Regions from separate parts of the Mus musculus genome. Here region 1 is linked to region 2. The links are chromatin contacts, called in public HiChIP or PLAC-seq maps. All regions are on one chromosome and are shown on one strand. The core of a region is the stretch at or near the end of the contact, and the rest is flanking DNA. Distances in the headings are between cores, read along the strand shown.

The links. HiChIP or PLAC-seq counts read pairs in DNA pulled down with a chosen protein or histone mark.
Region 1: a contact with region 2 is called in an H3K27ac HiChIP or PLAC-seq map of microglia, with 5 times the contacts expected there. The contact joins two enhancer-like sites. A contact is called at or near these places in 2 of 39 promoter capture datasets (cranial neural crest and liver), 12 of 115 datasets of contacts at active chromatin or transcription factors (T-cell acute lymphoblastic leukemia, differentiating embryonic stem cells, embryonic basal ganglia and 9 more) and 3 of 9 other capture datasets (adipose tissue, liver and pancreatic islet).

Annotation. Positions count from the first base shown.
Region 1 is chr10:96,905,007-96,911,876 of GRCm38.p6, reverse strand. The region is part of intron 1 of Gm46240; the gene reads right to left. Among named protein-coding and RNA genes, the nearest start is that of Gm46240, 7.1 kb to the right of the region's middle. Within about 2 kb of position 1,991, at least 12 of the 459 cell types and tissues checked have an H3K27ac peak or open chromatin away from gene starts, as enhancers often do. A contact at or near this core is called in microglia, where this site is marked.
Region 2 is chr10:96,604,260-96,611,122 of GRCm38.p6, reverse strand. No RefSeq gene overlaps it. Among named protein-coding and RNA genes, the nearest start is that of Gm33843, 8.9 kb to the right of the region's middle. Within about 2 kb of position 1,307, at least 28 of the 459 cell types and tissues checked have an H3K27ac peak or open chromatin away from gene starts, as enhancers often do. A contact at or near this core is called in microglia, where this site is marked.

The DNA.
Region 1 (6,870 bases), core at 742-3,241, 300 kb before region 2:
ACCCATTTGTCATCACCGCCAGCATCCATTGTATAGTGATTTAAATTTTGCAAACAAACCTAACAGCTGGTGAGGGCATTGCTGCTTATATTGCAGAGCTGTGCCATCTGTTTAGCTGGTGCAATTTGCAAGATTTCTTAGATAGCATATTTCATGATTATTTCATAAGAGGCACCCATGATAAATCCTCTGAGCTGCATCCTTGGAGAAATCAAAAGTAGCATTTATTATAGATTTGAAAATGGTGGTATCCTAGGAGATGATATAGCTGTATATCCCCAGAATTAAAAAGAACAATGTCTCATGTAAATGTCTATACCATACAGACAGAAGTCTTGATGTTGACAGCGGCTGTCATAAAACCCTACAGACAGAATTATTCAGATTTGAGGTCTCTGAGCCCAGCTGACACTAACTGGTGAACCATTCCCTTGGGTTCCTCAATATTTCCTGTCCCCTGCTCCTTCAGAGCCTGCTCTGTAAATCCCTGACTTAATGCCTCTGCCCTCACTGTAAGGAGCAGAGCCACCCTGAGCAATTATGTACACTTGCCCATGGGCAAGGACTTGAAGCATTGGATCCATAGAGATTTAGTCAAACCATTCCCCATATGGGCTAGGCTTAAAGGCACACCAAAACTTTCCCTGGGTGTTCAAGTTCAAGTGTTTATAGATCAGTAGATACATAAACTAGCAACTACAGCCCCCTCCTCCTCCAGCATATTTACAGTCTGAAACAGCTTACCTACAGAAACTTCCTACCAAGACTAAGCCCCAACTCATACCCCTTTGCTGCACTCAAAATATACCGAGGTTCTGAGTTCATAGCAGTAGTAAGTCCCATTCAGACCAAATGCATACACTCCAAGGGACCTCAGTCTTTCTGTATATGTCTCGGTGTGGCTATCCATTCTTCATTCCTTCACCAACGCTAAATCATGGTTTCAGGACTCAAGCTGTGCTGGTTGTGATATCTTCACCACTCCTGGTGAATGGAATTTTCTGGTCCAACAGTGGTGAGATGACTCAGTTGCTAAAGTACTTGGGGAAGTGGAAATAGGATCCCCCGGGGCTTAATGTACACCTAGTCTAATAGAATCAGTGAGCACTAGATACCACAGAAACCCTGCCTCAAAACTAAATAACCAGTTGGGTGGTAGTGGCACACACCTTTAATCTCAGCACTTGAGAAGCAGAGGCAGGCAGATTTTTGAATTTGAGGCCAGCCTGGTCTACAAAGTGAGTTCCAGGACAGCCAGGGCTATACAGAGAAACCCTGTCTCAAAAATAAATAAATAAAATAAATAAATAAATAAATAACCAAATGGAAAAATAAATAATGATTAAGTAAGGTGGACCATAATTGAGGAAGACACCTAATGTTGACCTCTGACCTCTATGCACACATGTGCACATGTACATATACACACAAAAATGGGAGAGCACAAAAGAGTTCCTTCTTGGTCTCTGTATTCTTATAGTGTGTTGTACTTACTTGCATCCTTCTGGAGGATTTATTTATTATCTTTTATAATTTATTTTTGTTATTTTTCAGTGTGTGTGTGTATGAGTCTATCTGTCTCTGTGTGTGTGTATCTGTGTCTTTGTCTCTGTCTGTCTCTGTCTCTCTGCCTGTCTCTCTGTCTCTGTCTCTGTCTCTCTCTCTCTCTCTCTCTCTCTCTTCCTCTCTCTCTTTCTCCTCCATCCACTGAATTTCCCTTTAGAGACCTTGTCTCATTTGTTCCTCTTTCTGTTCCTTTTCTTGCCTTCTTCCCCTTTCTTTGTCTTCCTATAAACCTCCCCGTTTCTCTGTCTCAAAGATCACTCCTAACAAGTATATGCATACTTAAGTGCATATGGATGGATATACCTTTCCAGACTTAAGGAGTATGTCCTTCTCTGTGACCCACAGTCTCTCCTCTCCATTCACCTCTTTACTGTCAAGCTTCTGCAAGATTCCCAACATATTTGTTAGCTCTGCTTGCTTAATAAGCACTCTGAAGCTCACCCTGCTGTGATCTGGTTTTTGTCCTCTGACTCCACCAGAAGGAATCTTGCAAACATCATCAAGGACATTTTTATTTCCAAGGATAATAGATGATTCCAAATTGCTATTTGATGTGACTGGGGGTTGCATTTGGCCCATCTGATTCTGTCCCTGTGCCTCTGTGTCTCTGTATCTCTCTCTCTCTCTGTGTATCTCTCTGCCTATCTCTCCCCCTCTCTCTGTCTCTCTCTCTCTTACACACACACTCACACAAACACACAGACACACAAATTGAGAATGTTTAACTCTACCTATGAAACAACATGACACATTGGAACTCATCGATGTCAGACCCTCTAGGTTTCCGTTCAGTTTGGTTTTCTTCCCCAGCCTTTGTTAGACTGCTATGTAAATGTTGGCGTATCCAGAACAAACTTGCAAATTCTTTTTCATGCTTCTAACAGAACTGCCAGTACGTTCAAACTTGGTCAGTCACAACTACTGCATTGTGTTCATAATTGCATTTCACAGAAGCCCTGAAACACTAAAGTTCAGTTCTCTAGCCCTGAGGACCTATAAAAAAGAATCAATGTAGTGAAAAAATAAATGTAACAACAACAACAACAACAAAACAACAACAATAATAATAATGATAATAGAATAAGTGTGGTGTCTGTAATTGATGATGTAGGTTTAAACATTGTCTATGTCATTAAGATGTGCTGCTTCTCAGGCTCTCCAACCAAGGCCACTGGTTGCTAACTGTAAAGAAAGTACCTTGCACTGTCAGGATGGTAGTTAACCCACATGTAGCTTGTTGTTGTTGACATTTGGACTAATGTAAACAGAGAGAAGTGACATGGGCTGGGTCAAAGAAGCCTGACCATCCAGAGCTGTCCATGTCATGGCAAGATGCTCTTTCATGCTTTGAAGACAAAGAAAAAATCAAGGACATAGTAGAAAGTCAAATGGCAGGCCTCATAGGAAGAAATCTGAATCATCCAACCTCATCTGGGGTACAGAGAATAGCTTTCACGAAATTCGGATGAAGATAACCAGGTCAGAACCTTGAAAGATTCTAGGGGGAAGATTTTAGGGGGAAGTTGTATAACCAGAATAATTGAGATAATTGAAAACTTAAGCTTACTAATTTCAGTGGGTCTCTCAGTGCCATTTAGACATCTAACCATATCTCTCCAAAAAGATTCAAATTTTACATTCTACAAGATACCTGGTCAATAAGCTCTTTCTTTTTCTCCCAACAGAAGCTGCAGCCTGTTCATCCATATCTATCCTGTTGTTTTTGTTAATGAAACTATAGAATTAATGTCCTATTCCTCCTATTCACTAGTCCCTCTCTCTGCACTGCACACACAATACCTTAATGAGTTGTTTTAGTTTGCTCATTTATGATTCAGTTGTCTCTTTTCCTTACTAGATTTTTTAAAATTAGCATTTAACAAATCTAGTGATTCTAGTAACCTTTTAAAACAAGGGGATATGTCATCTTTTCCCTTGCATATTCTCAGACAAATGACTCAAAAGTTTTTCAAGCCTACCCTTTTACGAATTCTTACCCTCTTCCACTCTGATGACTCTCAATTGTCCAGTCAGAATGGCCAACCTGGTGCTGAAGATAAGGACTGGTTGTGAGGCATGTTAGATTTCTCGGCAGTATTCAATTTTTCTAACCAGAGGTGCCCTTCCGCCTGTTCTCATAGCACATACTTTAGGCGACCTGTCTTGTATGAACTTTCCTCTTGCTTCCATGGTTTCCTTGTCATTCAGCCTTACCAACTTTACCTCTAATTACTGATGACATCATTTACATGAGCCTTAAAGAGAGACTATGACATTGTCAAACTTTCAAGGAAAACTCACTTTCAACTTAGAATTCGACATCCGTTCATGGTATTTAAAACTGTAAAAGCACACATATTTTCAGATGAACATGGATTCAAAACATAAATTCATTGAACTTGTTTTCAGTGGAGATACTGGAGCATTACCACTGAAGTGTGGAGGTAAAATAAAAACAAATGAGTAAGTAAAAATATAATTCAAGAAAAAAATCCAACAGTAAGAAACCAATTTTATAATGATTGTTACAGGGGAGACATCTATATTCTAAAAATTAAAATTACAAATTACTAAGCACAAAATATAAGAGGCAACTCAGCTTGTATTTACTTTATTAGTATATTCATTTTGTATCTAAACCTAATTAAAAATAAATACCCATTATGAAAATAATGTGTGATGTCTGCATGTTTTCCATCTACAAGGTACCTGTAAATCTGGTGTTTCGGTATGTGGTAAGGAGAATTGTAAATTGTTCCTAGTAGCCTTCTGTGGTGTGCATATGTGCTGAGTACAGGCCTGTCTTATGAGAATCCTACATGATCACTTTATACCATATTCCAAATGAGCTGAAATCTTACAGATTTATCTAAATGACTTTCCTTTGAGTTAGTAAAAAAAGATATTTTCCTGGGTGGGTCGGGTATAAACATTTTAACAGAGTCCTGACAAAGAGATTACAGCTGGTATGGAAGATATATAGAGATTCCTCAACAAAATTAAAAGCATAATTACCATAATATCCACAGTGTATCTCCAAAAGGACTCTATGTCAACATATCACAGAGATATTTACACATCCATACTTATTGCTACAATATTCACAGTAGTCAACAATTGGGACAGCCTGGATTATATATAGATGAATGCATAATTAAAATGTGATACAAGTATACAGTGCATTTTATGCATCCACAAAGAAAAATAAGGTCATGACATTTGCAGAAAACTGGATGTAACTGAAAATCACTATATTAAGCAAAAATATAACAAACTCAGGGTGCTTTTCTCTTATATTTAGAAACTAGATTTAAATCTCTCTCTCTCTCTCTCTCTCTCTCTCTCTGTGTGTGTGTGTGTGTGTGTGTGTGTGTGTGTGTGTGTTCCCCTTCTGTGTGTGTGTCTCTCTCTACGTGTCGGTCTCTCTCTTTGCCTCGTGTGTGTCTGTCTGTCTGAGTGTGTGTTGTGTGCATGTGTAAACTTAAATTCTTGTTGTACTGATGACTCTAGAAAGGAAGAGGACAAGGAGGAAGAAATCCTTAAGGGATGTAAGAATAGAGTGATGCAGAGCATATGTGAGCTGGTGGGCTGCTCCGTGGCCCTAGGCATCTATGTAGCAGAGGACTGCCTGACCTCAGTAGAAGAGGATGCACCTAATCCTGTAGAGACTTGATGCTCCAGGAAATGGGGGTGTGTTGGGGGTAAGGTGGGAGGGATGAGGGAAGGTGGATGGGAGGGGTGGAGTACCCTCTCAGAAGCAAAGGAACGTAGGGAGGGGGTGAAGAACTCTGGGACCAGGGAACAGACAGGGCGGGGGGCAACATTTGGAATGTAAATAAATAAAATAATCTTTAAAAAAAAAGAATAGAGTGGTGGCAGTGATGGAATAACAAAGTAGAAGGGGTGTTAATTACAAGAGAGAGAATCAGCTGGAAGGGTGAGATGGAATGGTATGGGATGATGTTGTACTGTTCTATTGATGTGAAGAGACCAAACAAACACTGAGGGAGAAAAAAAGCATTTCACTGGGGGCCTTACAGTTTCAGAAGGCTAATCCATTGTCATCATGGAGGGGAGTAGGTAAGCATAGTACTGGACCAGATCTCCATTCTGATCCACAAGCAGGTAGCTACTGGCCTTTCAATGTAGGACCTCAGAACCCAAGCCAGCTGACCTACACCACTGTTCAAACTGAGTAATAGAAGCACTCACCATGACCTTGCAGCAACACTCTGGAATCCTATGTTAGTGTTGCCTGAAAGTGGTCAATGTTTCAGAGTACAGTAGAAAGGTGGGTGACTGAGGTGATCAGGGCCAGAATGTTGCCCAGATGAAGCATAAAAAAAGAACAGAGAAATTAAAGTTCATGGCCAAGAGGTGAATGTTTAAGTCATGGCTGAGAAGGAAAGCAAAAGGACAGAGAGGTGAAGGCCACACCAAGCTGCCTTCTCCTTGCTGTTCAGCTCTTGTTGGAAACCTAGCAAGATTAAGCCTCTGTCCTATCCCACTTTTCACATTTAATCTTTCCTTCAACACTTTATTCTCTTAATTCTGACATTTATTAATTGCTTTGTACTCAGAATATAAAGATGTCAGTTTAACTTTCCTATACATGATTATGTACCAGACAATGTTCAGACAAAAGGTCCTGCCTTCTAGTGGCTGTGGATGACTTTACTTGCCACAGCTAGACACACAGTATCTTCCACCTACACATGCTCTTCCACAGTAAGTCCCTGAATGTGCCTAAAAGGACACACGCATGTGAGCCACTCCTTAAATCTCGGTAGGCTTTTGATTACTTTGTACAATTGATTATGACAGAAATTGTGAAATGTATTTCTATTTTAAAAGCCACCTTGCTTTAATATTTGATTTGCTGCCTAGAACTCTGTGGAGAAGTGGAATGTAACAGATTAAGAACCAAAATTACTTCGGGCTATCTTTAGTCCCCTTAATAACCATTTACTGCCAACCTCTTTATCTGACCTAACATAGTGGTGACTATTACATACAGTCTTCGGAATGCATTGTTAAATTTAGCAGACTACTGTCTTCACCTACCCTGCACCTAAGAATGTTTTCATTTCTAAAATACAGAGAATAGATCCTACTCTTCTACTGTAAACCACCTCTAGTCTCCACCAATGCATTTGATATATGTATTGGATTATAGCATTCTTTTGTTCTGTAACTATAAAAACTCAATGTGATCACTTTGACAATGGAACATGTTATTTGGGGGGTAATCTTAATCTGTGTCCATAGGCGATGGGCATTCATAGTTTGCTCAGAATACACTAT
Region 2 (6,863 bases), core at 58-2,557:
GGCAGAGGTAGGCAGATCTCTCAGTTCAAGGCCAGCCTCTACAGATCTTCTACAGATCGAGTACCAGGACATCCAGAGTTACACAGAGAAATCCTGTCTCAAAAAAAACAAACAGAAATGTACAATAAATTGCCTTTAAGGTAGGTATTCAAAATGAAAACACAACATAAATATATCTTGCATTCCAACTTGAAATATTTCACTATCTCTGTATAAATGTTGCCCAATCCTTGAAAAATACTAAATCTCCAAACACTTATGGCCAGACAGTATGGATACTGGGTCTTCAACTTGACCCATTTATACCATTTAGTAGTGATCTCTGGGATCCTTTTTTGTTTTGTTCTTTTAAAACGGGGTCTCATTGTGTTGCCCTTGGCTGGCCTAGAACTCCCTACATAGACTAGAACTCTCCAAGTCATAGAGATCACCAGCTTCTGCCTCCAAAGGGCTGGATATGAAGCCCAATGCCACCATGCTTAGGAACCTTCAGGATCTCCGAGGCCTGTTGCTTATCATTTACCCCAGGCCTGTGATTTCCTGCTCCCCTCAAGGCCCAATGACAGCTGGGAGTTTAGCTCGTTGTTAGGGTACTTTGTTAGCTTGCCCAAAGCTCTGTGATCAGTGATTTTTTTTTTTTTTTCCGAGACAGGGTTTTCCTGTGTAGCCCTGGCTGTCCTGGAACTCACTCTGTAGACCAGGCTGGCCTCGAACTCAGAAATCTGCCTGCCTCTGCCTCCTGAGTGCTGGAATTAAAGGTGCCCAGCAGCCCTAAGCGTTTCAAAGTCCTACTTCAGTCTGTGAGTCTCAGAATCCCATGTCTACAGACGGGCACTACTGCCCTGGTCTTCAGAAGCAGTCTAAAGAAAACAACTCAGTCACAACCAGACTGTAGCTCTCACACTATGGGCTGAAAAACTCCAGTTCTGAATACTCCCTAAGATCTTCAGGAGAGAAGCTTTTCACTACCAAATGACTGTGAGAAAGGAAAGCTAAAGAAAGTTGATGAGAAAAGCGGAAACAGTTGGGGGAGGGGGTGAAGAATCCGTCGAGACAGTTGCTGAGACATCTCATGGTTGGCATACCCCAGAAAATACAGCGACATTTATTAAAAGGCTGGCTGGAAAAATGGAATCAAAGGGCAGATTAAAAAGTCTGCCAAGTAAAATAATTTTCACTGGAATGAAAAATTTCCCTAAGAGTAGATACGAGAAAGTAGAGGGGGGACAAGCCTTCTTCTCTTTAGGGCCACTCAAGGCTTTCCACTTCCCCTGTGACCTGAATCATGAGAGAGGAACCCTAGGCTGTTCCACAGATCAAGGCAAACAGGGGGAATCTTGTGACCAGTGGGTGTGGAAAAGCCAGAGGGCTGCAGGAGAGCTGGTGTGAACAGCCAAGTTAGATGCCAACACTGGCTTTCTGGGAAGTCCCACAGGTAGTCTATTGCAAAGCCTCCAGGCCATTTCCAAAATCCAGTTCCTCCCCAATGCTTTCCTTTTTCTGGAGCAGAGCCTTGTGATTCCCTCTGTTTAAGGTCTTTAAAGCCTGCCCTCTCTGATGCCTGTTGTCTCTCAAAAACAATACCTCTGTGGTTAGGGGCGGAGTGTTACCTTTTCATCTCAGCAGGAAAGGAAGAAAGTTCTGCTACCTTTGTTTTTGTTTTTGTGGCTGGGGTTCTGATTGGTGTGTAGCATAGGCTGGCCTTGAACTCACTAAGTAGCAGAGGATGAGTTTGACTTTGGATCCTTCTGCCTCCATCTCCTGCGATTATAAGGCAGTGTCACCTATTGTTAGATGCCAAAATTTGTGTTTAAAAATGCAGTCAGAAGCCTGGAGTGGTGGCGCACGCCTTTAATCCCAGCACTTGGGAGGCAGAGGCAGGCAGATTTCTGAGTTCGAGGCCAGCCTGGTGTACAAAGTGAGTTCCAGGACAACCAGGGCTACAGTGAAACCCTGTCTTGAACCCCCTCCCCGCCCCCAAAATGCAGTCAGTATGCAATGGAATAATTTTCATATACCTGTATCATGCTTTGCCCTTACCCACCCCTCTTTATCACCCTCCTCCTACTCACCCTACCCCTAGTCCCAGTTCCTTTCTTCTCCCTAAATACTTCTCCATTGCTTACATTCCATTGCCCTCTCTCTTCCCTGGAGATGTTTCTCTCCTTGTCCGAAGTCTGTCTACTACCTTCATGGCCTACTTCATTTAACATTGTGAGCTCCGGCTCCATTTTCCTGCCAGTGAAATAATCTCTCCTGCCTTTAAATCCGAATAAAATTCTGTTGTTTGAGTGTCCCACATTTGAAAATTTATTCATCTGATGGACCTCTACCCTGGTTATGCATCTTGCTTATTTTTAAAAATATTGATCTGAGTATTTATGTGCATGTACATGTAGACTCTCCCGCACCTGTGGAGATCAGAGGACAACCTGTGGGAATCGGTTCTCTTCTTCTACCATGTGGGTCCTCAGGATCAAACTCAAGTCATTAGGCCTGACAGAGTGCCTTCATCCGATGAACTACCTTGCTGTCCCACTTTTGCCTATTTTTAAAAACATGATGATGATGAAGATGTTGATGATAATGATGTTGATCGTGATGATGGTGGTAATGGTGTGTGTGTGTGTGCATGTGTGTGCGTGTGCGTGTGTTGTAAATGCAGACTTTCATCTACAGGTATCAGAGGACAACTTTCAGGTGTTTGTTCTCTCTTCATTATAGGGTTCAGCGATTGAACCCAGGTTGCCAGTGCTTTTGCCTGCTGAGCCATCTTCGTTCCTATCAACCTCCCACCAAACTCCCTCTACCCCCTTCCTAGTTTTTGTTTTGAGACGGGACTCATGAAGGCTAGGCTGTCTTCCAACTCTCCAGGTAACCAAGCTGACTTGACCTCATGAGCTCCTGCCTCAGTATCTGTTGTGCTAGGACGTAGTATTATTGGTTAGAGAGACTAGTGCAGCGATCAACGTGCATGTGTGCATGTGTCTGCAGAGTTCTCACCTACAGTCATCCTACATATGGATGCACAGAAGAGATTCATATGTAACTAGCCTATGGCTAGTTGTATTCATTGGCTTGAGGACCTCTATGGTGCCTTTCATAGTAGCTGTATGACCAGCTGTGTATGAGGCCTGCTCTCTCTCTCCCTCTCTCTCTCTCTCTCTCTCTCTCTCTCTCTCTCTCTCTCCTACCCAGATTCTAATCAGGTCATAAGTCTTTTGGGAAGTCCATGAACTGTGAAAAAACAGGGCATGGCCCAGAGTGTTGGTAACTGATATGAATGTGGGTCTCTGGTTGGGTTTCTCACGAGTTCTTTAGAATAGCTGGCCTAGCCCAGATAATAAAGCAACTTTGGCCCCACCTTAGACCTACAGAGATAAACTGCCTAGACCCTAGGCACAGATATTTGAAAACAATCACTCTCCTGCAGAGGGGATGACGACTCAACAATACAGCTTGGGGCCCTGGTGTTTTGTTTTGTTTTTGTTTTTGTTTTTGTAAAAGTCTTGACAAATTAAAATCAAAACCAAATCCACGGAAGATCAATTTCTACTGCTCAGAATTTCTTGGATGCATAGCCCCTTTCTTGGAACATAGTTGGCTTACCTGGGGCAACACTCTTAGAACACTCTTAGAAAAATGGCCTCTTCCTTCTTGCAGCAGCCGCCAATTGCCAATAGCTTCCAGGTTAGGGCTGGCACGCCATGCTCACTCTATGCTGGGATTTGGTCCTTAGGTTTGCACAACTCATGTGTCACTGTCACAACTTATGGGAGCTCATATGTGCAACATCCCTGCTGTGCCCAGAGGCCACTCTTCCCTCCTTTCACCAGCCCTGGCTCAAGAAGTCATTTCTCCCCATCTTCCCCAAAGGTCCCTGAACCTTAGGAGGAAGGGGGTGTGGTATAATATGTTCCCCTCCTTTGAATGATGTTCTACTGCCAGCTCCCCCGCCCTACTATTCCCTCCTCTACCCTTTCCGTAGGTTCCAGGGTTTGAACCCAGATCCCCAGGCTCTAGCAAGTACAATGCCTGCTCAGGCATTTATTTTAAGAGCCAGCGTGACAGCTTAGAAGCCATCTGTTTAGAGTATATGAGTTATTTATTTATTTTATGTGTATGAGTACACTGTATCTGTCGTTCTGACACACTAGATGAGGACATCAGATCCCATTACAGATGGTTGTGAGCCACCATGTGGTTGCTGGGAATTGAACTCAGGACCTCTGGAAGAGCAGTTAATGCTCTTAACCACTGAGCCATCTCTCCAACCCCTGTCTATTTTTTGTTGTTGTTGTTGTTGTTGTTGTTGTTGTTGTTTTATTTAAGAAAACACATTTGAAGACTCCCCACCAAGAAAGCTTCATTTTGTCACCAGGCTGAGTCTGGCCACCGTGGAGGGGTTTGTACCTCCCCTCTTCCTGTTCCTTGACTTTCAGACACTCTTCCACTGTCCCTAGAGCCTTCAAGATGTCCTCTACAGCTTGTCCCAGGCGGTTCCCTCCTGGTTCTTATCTTCTGAGAATTAATCCCTTGATTACCGTGGGTGTCTCACACATTCCAAACACCTGCAGCAAAACATCTAAGTCTCCAGAGATCAAGTCAGCCAGAGAATGAGAAAAGCCCACTCCCAAAGCATTTACCTCAGGGTGGTCCTCTGGGTCTCAGGTTTGGGCAGCAGTTAAGGAAGCCACTTTAGTTCCATGGCCTACCCATCATGCAAACATCTTGCAGTGCTAGCCAAGAGAATTGGACTAAACAGCTAGTCCTAACAGAATCTGATTTAGTCTTCCTTTAAGCAACGATCACCAGACCATTCTTCCATATGACTATGGAGAAGGCAGGCATCGAAGCAAATAAGGAAGGCCTCTGGTAACATGTGTTCATAAAAAAATCAGTGCCCTAGATGGGCTCTTTTTAAACCAACCAAAGCACACAGAGCAGTGTTTGAAAAAGAAAACTCTGGGGGGAAAAAATCTTTTTTCTTGGTTTCGTAAACACTCATTGTTTAGTCATCTGAAGAAAGTGCACAATTATGTTTAAATCCCCCACCCCTGACACTGATGAACTCAAATAAATTTCACTTCCTCAGTCCAACCTGACAGGCATGTGGGCAGGAGGGGGTGGTTTGGAGACACGGGCCAAATGTCTCTACACAAAGATCTACCTCTACATCTAATTTCTAGATCAATAGATAGAAAGATAGATAGTAGATAGATAGATGGATGGGTAGATGGACAGATGGGTGGGTGTATGGATGGATGCATGGACAGATGGCTGGGTACATCATCATGCCTGGACTTGGCAAAAAGTCTTTCTTAGGCAGACATCTAGGATGAGCAGGAATTAGCTTGGATTGCCCTGAGGAGATAATTGAGTGTGTGTGTGTGTGTGTGTGTGTGTGTGTGTGTGTAATGTTCTGTAGTCTAGTCTGGTTTCAAACTCCAGAGACAAGGAAGGCCTTGAATTCATTTTCTGCATCCACCTCCTAAGTACTGAGATTACTGGCTGATACCACAACCCTGGCTATAACTTTGTCTTTGTCTTATTCTTTGTAGAGAAGCTATAAGAATGCCCAAAGATGTGCCAGGTATCCCAGACTAAAGGGTTCAAAGCAAAGCAGGAGGATCTTGAGGTCAAGGACAAGTAAGAGAGAAACTGTGACGCAAAAGATACTAGAACAAAAGCAGAAGATAACACAAAAGAATGTTAAGTACAGAGTCATCTCTTAGAAGCCCCTCCCCTACCCCATGACACAGTGACTCAATTTATGAGTTAGTCAAGCTTTGAATTTACCATGTAGCATAGACTGCCCTCTAACCATGCCCCTAAATGGAAGGATTACTCAAGATGTTTCTTTAGGCTTGCTTGACTGTGGACTAAAACTACCTGTAAAGCCCCAGAAATGTAGATTCAGGGTTAGTGCAATGGATCAGCAGGGAAAGGTCTTGCTGCCAAATATGACCAACTTCCTGGGTTTGATTCCTGAGCCCCACATGGTGGAAGGAAACCATCAATTCCTGGAAGTTCTGTGACTTAGACAGGAGTGTTGTGGTGTGTGTGTGTGCCTGTGAGTATGCAAGTGTGTTTGTGTGATTCTGCCTACTTTGCATACTTGCGCTCCATTTGTCAGGATTCTGAGGAGTCATGGTTATTGGATGCACATGCTGAGGTAAGGCGTGTGGAGGACGCATGATGTTTGAAGGGTATAAATAGGCAACACTTGTGGTTCTCCAGTCTTTGCTGATCTTTGCTTTGCTAAGAGGCACAGCTGAGAACGTCTCCTGGGTTCCTCTTGCTCCCTCCCGCTGATTTGTGCTGAGGCTGAGGCCCTGCTCTCTGCTAAGTTGTGTCATGGCTGTTGCTAACCTGACTCTATTGAACTGGACTGCGGGTGTATCCACAAAGTGTTTGTAAGTGAGCTGCTGCTGCCTGCTAATCTGTGACCTGAACCGTTGATACCCAGGCGACACAAATGGGAGTTGCCCCATGTCCTTTCTTTCCCACTACCTCTGGAGGGTGGTAGGCTACAAGGGAGGTTAAAGCATCAAAGAACTATGATTAAAAATAAGGTTTGGAAAAATTAAAGTTACAGGTGGCGCCCAACATGGTTTAGGCATAATGGGTAACTCTGCTTCTAATGCACAGGAAATGGCTGATTATGAGGGTTTAGCAATGTTGCTTAAGGAGATTGGCAAAATGGCAGCTACTGTTGCTAGGAGGTATTGTGCCTTGCTCGCAGAGGGGACTTCTTAGTTTTGATTTGTAGTTTTCATAAATACTATTTTGAAAAAGTTTAATGGGAAACCCTTCTGTTAGAGAAGATCGCAGAGTTGGCCATGCATTTAGAGATTTTGTGG